Linked DNA regions of Mus musculus: all the other regions are linked to region 1. A link is a contact called in public Hi-C and HiChIP or PLAC-seq data. All regions are on one chromosome and are shown on one strand. The core of a region is the stretch at or near the end of the contact, and the rest is flanking DNA. Distances in the headings are between cores, read along the strand shown. Region 1 has its middle 8.8 kb from the start of Gm30726. Region 2 overlaps Nrip1 (nuclear receptor interacting protein 1). Region 3 overlaps Gm30790 (predicted gene, 30790). Region 4 has its middle 23 kb from the start of Gm52253.

Region 1 (2,936 bases), core at 163-2,662:
TTTAAAAAATCAACCCGGGACATGTAGTTTATTAGTGTGCTTGACAGAACAGAATCTTAGCAGGTAGTGACATGGGCACGTGGCATGTGTTTTGAAAACCCAGTCTACTTTAGGATTCAGACTCTGAAGATATTTGTTCAGAGGCCTTTGCGTCTTCAAGTACAAGGTACCTGAGCCAGAAACAGCCAAATCGGGCTGATGTACAGTTGTTAGGTAGACTTTTCGTGTTTATCAGTTGTGATAAAAAATACAGGGGCCATGTCCTTCAAGTAATTTTGACCTTCAATCCCCCCTCAGCTCCTTGTCGGGTTTATAACTGGGTTGTGTTCCTTCAGACCAAACAGTGGGTATAATGTTCAATTTAACAGAGTTGGGAGCAAGATGCTTATCTCTTCTGCATTTCCAACCACGCATGCTCGTTCCAAGAACAAAGTACAGAATGTTTTACAGTATTGGATCACACAAACCTTTTCGTCTTGTTTGCTTCCTTAGCCTACCATAAAATGCGACCTTCTTGCCTTTTAGTCCACAAAGTAACAATGGAACTGGTACCAGCACCTTGATAGAATAATGTGTCTTTGAGTTAAAGCTGATAATAATGCCCGCTATGTGCTTGAGCCAACTACCTCTTTTTGTAACATGTAAGAGTCTTCAGGATTTGACTTCTCTCAATTGTTATAGGAGTTGTTTATAAATTTCCAGTCTATGATTGTTAAGGTTCATTATACAAATCAATTGTCTACATGGCTAAGGGATGCAGTTAAGAATTCGGATGCCTATTCTCAGTTTATGAATAACATCATTCTTTTACGAACAGTACTTTTCGACACATGGGGGTTGATTGAAGTGATTGTTCAGGTTTCAGGTTTTGAAATGAATAAGAATGGCTGTGTAACAACACACCAAAAATGGCAGGAAATAGCCTCTTAACCTATCTGTGGCACATCATACATGACTTCTTGGTTGGCAATCAGAGTAGTAATATGTAAACAATTCAAGGAACGGGAACTACCAAAATCAGAAAGGTAAACAGAAGCGGTAGACTAGAACTCCATAGGTGTATGCGAAGGGCCGACGGAACTCTAACATAAGTCACATTTTACTAAATCTGTAAGGACAGATGTCATAGCAGTTGCTGGAAATCTTTCTGTGGTTTCCAGGATGCCAGGATGTGTTTGCATCCATTTTTTCCCCCCAAGCACCTACAGTATTGTGCAATCTCTCGTCAGCAATGACTAACTTCTATCTATTAGGCTGCGTCTTGAGGCTGACTCAGGTCCAGTTCTCCTGAAAGGGTTTCAACGGAGAGGCATGTGGAAATCATATGCAAAGAGGTTTCTCCAGGCAGGACAGAGCAGAGCCTCAGGAAGGTCACAAAGGTCAAGCTGATTACCTCCCCCAGCTCTGGCAAGCTCAGGGCTCAGCTGGGTTACCCAAGTTCACAAGGAGCTATTGACATTCAGCAGCTCGGCTCTCTCTCTCATTACCAGATCAGCAGGGAACTGTCTGGGCCTCCGGTTAACTCTTCGGTGTCCTGGTTCAAGATTTCTGCAAGGCCTGAGCCAGAAACCGGTAGCTCAGTCTCTTCATGATTGCTGTTCAAGAAGTGACCCTTTACATCACTGTCTGACTCAGTTTTCTAGGTGGAAACAGTCCACATCATCGTTTCAAAGGCGCTAGATAAAACACGAGTAAATACATTTGTTTCATGTTTATTCATGCTGCTGTCTAAGTTTATTTCTAAAATGAAAGTCCAGGGAAATATTTAATCTTCCCACTAATAAAACAACAACAACAACAACAACAACAAACAGGTCCTACTTAGTCCTGAATAAATTAAGTCACTTTTGTTGTTGTGTTTGTTTGTTTGTTTGTTTGTTTTTCTATCCTCTTCTTTTTAAAAAATAGCAGTCTTGCCATTCCTTGTCATTTAGAGGTGTGTGTTTGCTCGTTAGCTAAGTTCGTTAGCTAGACAGGAAGTCCAGGCTCAGGGAGGAACAGTATCCAGTGTGAGGTCACAGACACAGGTATTTGTGCAGTAAGCCTGTTGCTTCAGGCTTCCCTTTCCTGCTGACATATTAGGATCTTCTAGAAGTGACTTAACCTGTCTGCCTCCATAACAGTTTTTTTTTTTTTTTTTTTTTTTTTTTTTTGTAAATTGAGAATAATATTTGATGAGTCCACAAAGCTCGTCGCTATGGTAGCGACCCGAGGGCTGACTCACTGTTAAATCTCAGAGACACTATAGTTTAACTGTAATTGCAAGTCTGCCCCTGTTTAGTATTCAACTGACCCCAGAGTACAAATTAGGCCTAATCCTCTCTTCTCTTATGCTTTGACAAACGAGGGCGTGAACTGTTCACAAGTTAGGCCAACTTCTCTTTAGCTCCTGTGTGTGTGTGTATTCATGTATCATTTTATATTTAATATATTAAAGTGTTAAGTATTAAAGTATAATATAACATTTAAGGGCTGAGGACTTGTGCGACAAAGCCTTACCCTTAAAGGAACTTAAGTGTTTTTCCAGAAGATAAGGGAGTTATGAGTAATATGGTCAATTCTGAAAATCCAAATGTTTAATTCAGAGCCCTCTTGGACTTTGGAGTTGTTACCCACTTTAATTTCCAGCTCTGTTCAGTGACTAAGCTAACTGCCAAAAGCAAAGACGACTCATAAAGACTCTCTCTTGTGACTTTGATCACAAAGGCAAACAGAAAGCCTCTGATCTACCTGGTTGGACAAACCGGCCATTCTCCTTATTAGGTCTTCAGATCAGTGCCAGTGGAATGCATTGGGGAATGCTAGCTTAGCATCGTCTTAGCAATGTTTAGCTCTGTCTGACCATGTTTCCTCCGTCCCAATTTTAATCCCTTCCTCTTTCCTAACTTCCACCTCTGGGATTTTTTAAATTGAGTTTGCTGACACTAACTTCTCTC
Region 2 (2,936 bases), core at 236-2,735, 250 kb before region 1:
TCCCAGGAGCAACTGAAGGACAGTCCGTCTTTCCAAGAGATTTTCTATCTCACAACCAGGAAGTCCCGGCTCAGGCCCGGCAGGCTGACTGCTGAAGGCTTTGCTCTCTTCAGCCGCATTGGTTTTATTTGAGAGCAGAGGGCTGTTTAATCTATCAATCAGACCGAGAGGTTTGTCTGGGTTTCCACTTAACAGCTGTTTGCAGGGTCTCTGCTCTTCCCCTGGCCCGGAAGACTGCAATCCGCACTGAGCCAAATTTTGTAACAGTTTACTGGCACTGAACGTGGCGGAATTTTGTGCACCTTCACTCGGGGCTGGTTTCTCGGCTTGGGACTCTTTGCCTTTCGTGAGGTCCATCAGGTGGCTAGGCGCGGTGTTCGTGAGCTTGGAAGCGGGAGTACTGCAGGCATACGGCGGGGAATTCCACTTGATGACCAGAGAGTGCTGGGAAAGATTGATGGGAGACTCTGCTTGGCTGGCTGTATACAGTGGTGGAGTGCTCACTGGGGTAGTCCTGTTGGTACTGGGGCTTTCGATGACAGAAGTCCTTGTGTAATTCTGAGGACTGAACTTAGTCCCATCACTATGGATGTCCTGAGGGCTGGCGTTCCTTTCAACAGTTTCTTCACTTTTATGGCCGAGCAGCAACTGAAGAAGAGTGACTTTCTGGTGTGAATTCAGCTTGGAATTTGTTGAGGTATCTTGATCTTCTTTGATGTCAACGCCGGGGATCTTGGGATCCCACGTGTTTAACAAGGACTGGGTTAGGTTCTCCAGCGAAACGGGCCGCTCAGCTTCCGGCTTTTCGATCCGGTGTTTGCAAGACAGGTCTATGGGAACGCAATTGGAGTACGAGCTTTCGTCTCCACTGCTGTCATCTGTAAAGCTCGGGTTGTTATCGGAGTACTCATCAATCGTGGTGGGCGTGCTACTCTCAAAACTGCTCGCTCTCTCGTTCTGGCTGTGCCCGTTCATCGGCGTGGGTATGGTCTGGCTTTTGAGGAGATGCAAAAGCAGACTGTTATTAGCAGCCTGCTTTAGGTTGTTTCTTTCCAGTGAGTTCTTATAGCTCGTGTTTTTGGGGGAGGAAGGGACAACACCCATTGGACTCTGAAAGGTGGCAGCGTTATTCTTGTTGGCCACCAGTTTGCTTGCCGGCAGTGCTCTGGCCTGCCCGTTGAGATGGCCAGACACCCCTTTGGAGAGCTGCGAACTGCCCACGTCCTTCTGCCCATTCTCTTGCAATCTGGCCATGGCTGCAAGTCTTTCGCTTGCCACCTGATGTGCGTTCTGCGTTTTTAGAGCATGTTCCCGAGAGTACTGCTGCAGGTGGGCCTCGCTGGACAGGAGCAGCGCCAACTGGCTGCAGGCAACACTAGGCTTTGGGGAGGCAGCGGGACTCGCCCTTTTCTCCACCATGCTGGCAACAGCCTGTAATCTTGCAGCACATGACAAGGGCTCACTCATGACCTTTGTCCCACTTTGTCCCACTGCGGGATGGGATGACTCAACAAAGCTATCTCTGATAAGGTTTGGAGTCACGTCAGGGAGGGTGGGACCTGACTTTTGATCCTTGGTTTTACTTTTCTTCAACAGAGTTTTTAAGTGACTTGAGGCCACGCCATAGCACCTTAAATCCTTCTCCACTTTTAAAGACTCGTGACTGAGGGCATATCCCTGCTCCTTGAGGCTCTGTCTAATCTGCTGTGACAGAGCAACAGTCTGCAGCCTAGAGCTGAATGACTGAAGCAAAGAGGCCAGCAATGTGCTATCCTGTTTGCCTTTAGGCACACTGTCAACCATGCCAGCCAGCAACGCTTCCTTCTTTACGTTTAAATTCACGATGGAATCAGACAGCCTCTTCCGCTTTGCCGCGTTCCAGTCCTCGGAAGACTGCAGCAGTCTGGCTTTTTTGAGGTGCAGCATGCCAGATCCCTGGTACGTCTGGGTACTGACAGTGGGACCATTGCTTTGACAGGAGGGAAACGCACTGCCCGAGAGGTTAAAGTTCTGGTCTTCCTCTTTGTGGCCAGCAGACTTTTTGTTAATGGCAGTGCCTGATCCCCCTGCTGCCTGATGCATTAGTAACCCTTCGAGGTAAGTTAAGACAATAGAATCCTGATGCACATCAGAGCCAAGCTCTTCTCCATGAGTCATGTTCAATACAAGCGCTCACAGGGGCTCGGCTTCCGTTCACGTGAAAGAGCTCCTCTCGTCAGTAAGATCCCACGTGACGTCAGGAAGTGAGCGTCACCTGATCACCTCCCATAGCAGTCGGGCAGAGATGCACTGTTAACATTCTGACCAGGGGATCTTCAGGCAGTGACGAGGGGCTCAGAGGCTGGGGCAAACTCGGGTGCAGACTACAGCACTGATGAGTGGCTAGGCAAGGGCCAGCCTCGCAACTTCCTTAGCACAGCGGCAGCGCTGGCACCCAGGTCTCAGGGAATATGCTGGTTTTCTTTCTTCATCATCTTTCGTTGCTCACCAAACGCACGTCAGTATCTAAAAATATAAAAATAAAAATAGTTGAGGAGAAACAGAGCTGGCATCATGCTCATTACCTATAAGGAATAGAATACAGCATTGTGAGTTTCACATAAGGTATAACACATTATAAATATAGTTTGCACACACACACACACACTATGCACACATACACATGACAGCCACATCCATTTAACATGTGATTTGTAGGTATGTATCCTTAAAAATACTTCACTGCAACGGAAGGATGAGCTACGGCCTTGCGAACACAGCACAGTTTACTAAGAGGCTCCAATGCTGTACAGTAAGTAACACACACGTACGTGTTTCATTGTTTATTTCCTACCTTCCCCGAAAAACGAGACTGCAGGTAAATAAATAATCATTTCCTAAATCAGAACCCACCCCGGATGTTTAACTTGAGGGATAACGGGAAATCCCGAGTTCGT
Region 3 (2,936 bases), core at 245-2,744, 230 kb after region 1:
TCTCCAGCGAATACCACCCACCAGCTGGCACAACCAATCAGCTGGCAAAATAAATTCAGAGTATAGACCCAAATCAGGGTCAATATGTGTTCGAAAATCTCTTTGGAGAAAGAGCTTTTGACTTGTGAGTTTGTTTTGTGTTCTGTTTTGTGTTTTTTCCAAATCAAGGTAGATTTTCTATACTAGGAAACGAACCACTTAAGAATACACTCAGTGGAATTTTGTAAATCAGCCTTACAGAAGGGTCACCACCATCTGAATACACTTCCAGTATGCTTTCTTAACTGCAAATGGAAGCCCTTTGCAGAGTAGCAAGCAGTTTCTTCCCACTATCTGCTCTTCTAGTCCCAGTCAACGACTAAAGTGCCTTCTACACCTATAGAGTTGCCTGTTCTGGGTGTGGCGTATAAATGGAATCATACAGCATTTGCTGTTACAATCTAATTTCTGCTTCCAGGTGGGGTAGTAGAGGTCAAACCCTTATTCATGTGAGGCAAGTGATAGACACTGAGCTAGATTGTCACCTTTGTAACTACTGGGAAGAAGGCTGCCTTAAACATTCCAGCACAAGTATTTGATAGAACCCATAGATGGCTTCGGGTATCAATGTCATCTTCCCAACAGTGTCTTCTCATTCAGGAACAAAGTAGGTTTCTCTGAGGGTTTAGGTTTTATATTGGCATTTTTGTAATGCAATGTTTGTTGTCTCTTTGCTTAAATGTATTCCTAAGTATTTTGTTCTTTTTAATGCTCCGTATTAAAAAAAAAAAAAAGAGTGTCGTTTTCTTTTTAGATTGCCCTTTATGACTGTGTAGAGGGATCTGTGATTTGGACGGATTGAACCACGTCTTGCTAGATTGAATTATTAATTTGTTTATTGTTTTTTTGTTTGTTTGTTTGTTTTGCTTTCACCCTATATCCCGTAGGGAAGAGTCCGTTTCCCTCGATGCCATCCTTGGTATGACAGCTACTTGATCTTGCTCCTAAGCATTTCATGGAGGGTCTTTTTGGAATTCCACCTTTACCCCACGGTTTGGCTCATATTCAGAAGCCCACAGTTTTATACTTTCAAACTCTATGTGGACTGTAGGACTCAAAGCTCCTCTTCACATGGTTCTAGAAGACATGCGCAGCTCTGCCAGCTCTCCTTGTCCTGGATTCATGCTTGTGCTTGATCTAGCCACTCTTGCTGGCTCGGGAGTGTAAGCACGGGTGTGTTCGAATGGGCTTTTGTATCTTATTCAGCGTTTTAAATATTTCTCAATCAACAGGTTTTGCAGGATTGCAATGTATTTTACCACAGCTGGTAGTAACATTTTTAAGTTGGTTTTCTGTGTGGAAGGGTACATACATTAAAAGGCCCTATACATATGAAAATCATAAGATGAGGCTTTTTTTTCTATGAACATATTCTGCCATATAGATGTCATACATACACACTGATGGAATGTGAAGGAAATATTCATTTATGCATATAGCAGGTGATATAATCAAGACATGTGATGACAGACTCTGAACTGCTCTTGTGGGAATGCCCTATGAAAAAGAAATCCTGCTGACAGAGCAGAATCTCACTCAAACTTCACAACCATATTGCCTTCTCGCCCGCAGGGTGCTCGCTGACACGACAGCAACCAGGTGACAGGATCACGGCTTTTAGAAGGGCACACTGTGTTTGGTCATATGTCACTGTTGCCCATTAATTGGTAGTAAAAACTTAGTAGCAGTAACCTGGAACCGTTGTGCCCAGGTGGGTCCTTTGTTGTAAGATTTGGCAGCACTTAAAGACCATGGAATTTAAGTACCAAGTAAAACCCCATACTGACTAGTAATGGGCAAACTCAGCCTTAAGCCAACAGAATCGCAGTCCAAGAGAGAGAGAACAAATTTCATCATGAAGATGATTGAAGTAAGCTGAGTGAAATAGAATCTCCAGAAATTTTTTTTTCTACAAGTTGACCATAGACACCATGTCCTTATTGATCCAGGCCCAGCATTGAGCATCTCATGTGTGTCCAACCTCGTGATTTTGCTCTGTAGAAAGGCTGAGCGATGATTCATTATAGCTAAAGAGCTTCTCATTCACAACAGTCAGCTATTGGGTCAGTGAGATGGCACAGCAGGTAATAAGGGCTAGAAACCCAAGGATGTGGAAAAAAACAACTTCTGAAAGTCATCCGTGGACTTTCACATGTGTGCCCACACTTGCACATGTGCATCGTATTGTATACATGCGTGTACACACACACACACACACACACACACACACACACACACACACACCAGATAGACTAATAAATGAAATTAAATTGAGAAGTAAGAATAGATGCTGGAGCAATGTTTTGTTGCTTAAGAGAACTGGTTGCTTTTGCTGAGGGCCTCCACTATATTCATAGCACCCGCATGCTGGTACGCAGTTCTCTGTGACTCCAGTGACAAGGATCCAGACTCTCTTCTGACCTGCATAGCCACCAGACACACACACAAGATACCCAGATATACATGCAAGCTAAAGGTCTGTACACAAAATAAAACATATAAAAATAAGACTCCTAGATACTGTTTTTGTCTACATGCTTTTTATGTAAAAATCTTAATGTTGGCTAAGATATGTGTGTGTGTGTGTGTATCATATCTACTAGATCACAATACTGGCATAAGTAATTTTACTCAGGATCTTATAAAATGTACATATATGAAATTATCTCATTTTTATGTAACTGATTTTAACCATGAATGAGCTTTGCCTACTTACTCTATCTTTGTCTTACAAGCAAGAAATTCCATTGTGTGGCTCTGGACTAGAGACAGTGGAGGCTTTCTTTTGCATTTGGACCTGGTCTTACTATTAGAACAATTTGGGTCAGACTTACTGTACATGAATGTAATAGTTTCATCATTATATTATAAGCAGCTAATTGTATTGCCAGCACTGA
Region 4 (2,936 bases), core at 315-2,814, 130 kb before region 1:
ACAGGCCACAGAAGCAGGCACACATACCCAAGTCTAGAACTTTCGGGAAAGAACAAAACTTTGTTTTGTTTTGTTTTTAAATGCTATACTACAACATACAAGTAAGAAAATAATAAAATACTAAAAACATCAAATAATCCTTTCCTTTCCCCCAAACACTTATAATTTATTCAGGATAATAATATAGCAGTATCAGCCAAGGTCATAGAGAACATAGACCATTTTCATCCAAACAAGCTATTTCAATACAAATAATTAGAGGGCCCACCTATTGTAAACGCATGGAAATAGGCGTTACATGGACATTGTCATGGGTTGTTGGAAGTCACTCCAAAGCTGGTTCTGGAAGTGAAACTGGGCCCTTGACTTCAGACTCCGTCCTGTCTGTGCCAAGTGTCCTCTAACAGCCTTGTCTGATGATGGGCAGCCTTACCTAACTCTGTGGCAAGGAAGGGGGAGAATGACGGGCAAAACAGCCCACGGGGAAAAACACCGTGTCCTTGAGAGCTGCTAAATGATGAACCACTTCCAAAAGAGATTACTGCTGTTCATCCCACCATGTGATGGGCCTGTAGTGGGAAAGAGAGGGCAGCCATGCAGCCATGGGACGCTCATCCGTGGAAAACTAGAGGATACTCTTTGCTCTTCCCAGAACACTCTCGGAGCACATCAGCTGCTTGCCCCATTAGGGCTCCACAGTTGATGTTAGAGTACTCAGTTCGATGAGGTTTAGTTATCTGTCTGTCTATTTAGCTATGTGTCTATCTCTTGTTACCTATTCTTTCACTTTGACTTACTATATACTTAATAAACATCCACATACAATACTGAACATCTGGCTATCAGAGACAGCAGCTGTACAGTGTTTTTCACATATCATGAGAGACGAAAACAGCAGGCACTGTCAACAAAGATAAACCTGGGGATCACAGCTTCCTTCAGGCTTTCCAAATAATCAACAGCAGTGCTTTCTAATGGAAATATAAACTAAGCACATACCATAGCAAGGTTGCCAAGAGAAGGGAATAGTCAATTTCTACATCAGCGCACTTGGATGTAACACCTGTATTAGGGGCAAAGGGAATGAAAGCCAAAATAAAGATAAAATTTCCCCAGCTATCAAATTATACAAGCAAGTGTTTTGTTTTGATTTGCTGCTCTGGGTTATGGGCAGGGATACATTGCTATGGACATCGGCAGTGTTGAAGCTGTGCTGTTAAAAACTTGGCAATGTCTGCTACATTAAGTATTCACACACACACACACACACACACACACACAGACACATACACACACACACACTTCTGACTAGATGGTTCTACTTGGTTTTCAGTTGTTGTGGTTAAAAAGCAAAAAGCAGAAAACAAACAAAAAGACCATATGACCCAAAGCAAAAGAAATGGATGGAATAAGGCATTTATTTAAACTTACAGTTCTAAACAGATGAGTCATGTCTAGTGGAGAGGATGGCCCGAATGTTAGGCATGATGGCAGGATAAGAAAGCTCAGAGATGCCTATTTTCCAACACAAGTGTGAGTCACAGAGGGCAAACTGGAAAATGAAGCCAGGAACTCCTCAGACCAGTGCTGAATGACACATTTCCTCCAGCAAAGCCACACCTTGTAAGCCTCTATCAGGGACTGTGTTCAAATATCTGAGCCAAGGGAGGACAGTCATCAATCAAACCACCATACAAACATTTATGTAAAAGACATACACATGCCTGCTCACTTCATCTTTCTGTGATGATAAGAAAACTGGAAACAATCTGATTGTAAACATGAGGAAGTACTAAGTAACTATTGACAGTCAAATTAGGGACAAGTGTTAAAATTGTCCCTTGGATTACTTTAAAATTGTGGAGACAACATAATAGAGTATTAGAAAAATAAGAAGTCCATTTGGAGAGTAGAGTGACAAACTCTTTAAATGAGGGTGTGTAATGCCTATGCTTAAGAGAACATATCAACGGATGACATCAAAGAGAGGGAGAATCGGCCATTAATGTATAAAAATAAGGTAGTTCCTCAAATGAAAATAATTGTTGCTGTAATATTATTCGAACATCAATGTATAGGTTTATACAAAGAGATGAGAAAGCTGACCACTGTGATGCTAGTGGGCTTCTGAGAGGTGGCACTTCAGTTACATAATTCTTCTTTCTTTGACATACTTTGGTTACACAGTGAGCAAGTATTGTTTTTATCAGAACAACAATGGAAGACATTTTCGCTTAACTGAAAACCTTATTACAAAAGCCTATTCTTATTTCTAGAAAACAATTCATATACAGTAGCACGAAGTATACACATTTCCAGAGGAGGAAGTAGGAGAGAGTCTGGGTATCATAGCATTTTAGCCATGATGGGCATTCTTTTTATTTCCTGCACTCTGGATCTATTCAAACCTCGCCTCCTACTGAGGGATTCAGTGCAGAACTAAAATATGATGACTTACTTGGCAACAGCAGAAAAAGAGCATTTACGCAAATGCAATAAAGATAAGCAATAAGTTTCGGTGATGCATAGAGTGTGTTCTCCGCTCGCCTGCTTCTTCTTTCTTCTCTCAGCAGAAGTTCAACTGAAAATAAGCTCAAACAGCAATTCGCCAAATTAGCTCGTCACCTCGCTTGTGACCAAATCACACCCTACAGAGAAACTCGGAACTCCAAGCGTTTGCTTTTTGGAATATATGTCCATTGAACGGGCTCTGTAAAGAAGAAAAAGGGTAGCTTGGTGTTTCCAGTTTGCTGGCAGTGTGATTAGAATAATGCTTGTGCTTGATAGTCACAGATAATTTCCAGGTTATTACTCATGTGCACCCTAAAATGGCGGTGCAAAAAGAAACATTTTGAGGTTTCATTTCTTCCCACCTCAAGGGAAGGTAAAATAGCACTGATTATAGAAATCCAAAATAAATAAATAAATAAATAAAT

The links. A called contact is a pair of places that touch in the nucleus more often than the background predicts. HiChIP or PLAC-seq counts read pairs in DNA pulled down with a chosen protein or histone mark.
Region 2: an HNF4G HiChIP or PLAC-seq map of pancreatic cancer cells shows a contact between it and region 1. The contact joins two enhancer-like sites. A contact is called at or near these places in 2 of 484 Hi-C or Micro-C datasets (liver and rod photoreceptor) and 2 of 115 datasets of contacts at active chromatin or transcription factors (microglia and pancreatic cancer cells).
Region 3: a Hi-C map of epidermal suprabasal cells shows a contact between it and region 1, with 1.8 times the contacts expected there. The contact joins two enhancer-like sites. A contact is called at or near these places in 9 of 484 Hi-C or Micro-C datasets (CD4 T cells, Th2 cells, embryonic fibroblasts and 5 more).
Region 4: a contact with region 1 is called in a FOXA1 HiChIP or PLAC-seq map of pancreatic cancer cells. The contact joins two enhancer-like sites. A contact is called at or near these places in 3 of 484 Hi-C or Micro-C datasets (the G1E-ER4 cell line, nephron progenitors and pancreatic cancer cells) and 3 of 115 datasets of contacts at active chromatin or transcription factors (microglia and pancreatic cancer cells).

What each region holds. Positions count from the first base shown.
Region 1 is chr16:76,538,504-76,541,439 of GRCm38.p6, forward strand. No RefSeq gene overlaps it. Among named protein-coding and RNA genes, the nearest start is that of Gm30726, 8.8 kb to the right of the region's middle. Within about 2 kb of position 1,413, at least 113 of the 459 cell types and tissues checked have an H3K27ac peak or open chromatin away from gene starts, as enhancers often do. A contact at or near this core is called in epidermal suprabasal cells and pancreatic cancer cells, where this site is marked.
Region 2 is chr16:76,292,511-76,295,446 of GRCm38.p6, forward strand. It overlaps Nrip1 (nuclear receptor interacting protein 1), which reads right to left. Exons shown (of 4, transcript NM_173440.3): 4 at 1-2,505. The coding sequence starts at 2,157. Among named protein-coding and RNA genes, the nearest start is that of Gm30569, 6.7 kb to the right of the region's middle. Within about 2 kb of position 1,486, at least 83 of the 459 cell types and tissues checked have an H3K27ac peak or open chromatin away from gene starts, as enhancers often do. A contact at or near this core is called in pancreatic cancer cells, where this site is marked.
Region 3 is chr16:76,770,742-76,773,677 of GRCm38.p6, forward strand. The region is part of intron 1 of Gm30790 (predicted gene, 30790); the gene reads right to left. Among named protein-coding and RNA genes, the nearest start is that of Gm30790, 6.9 kb to the right of the region's middle. Within about 2 kb of position 1,495, at least 2 of the 459 cell types and tissues checked have an H3K27ac peak or open chromatin away from gene starts, as enhancers often do. A contact at or near this core is called in epidermal suprabasal cells, where this site is marked.
Region 4 is chr16:76,407,992-76,410,927 of GRCm38.p6, forward strand. No RefSeq gene overlaps it. Among named protein-coding and RNA genes, the nearest start is that of Gm52253, 23 kb to the right of the region's middle. Within about 2 kb of position 1,565, at least 47 of the 459 cell types and tissues checked have an H3K27ac peak or open chromatin away from gene starts, as enhancers often do. A contact at or near this core is called in pancreatic cancer cells, where this site is marked.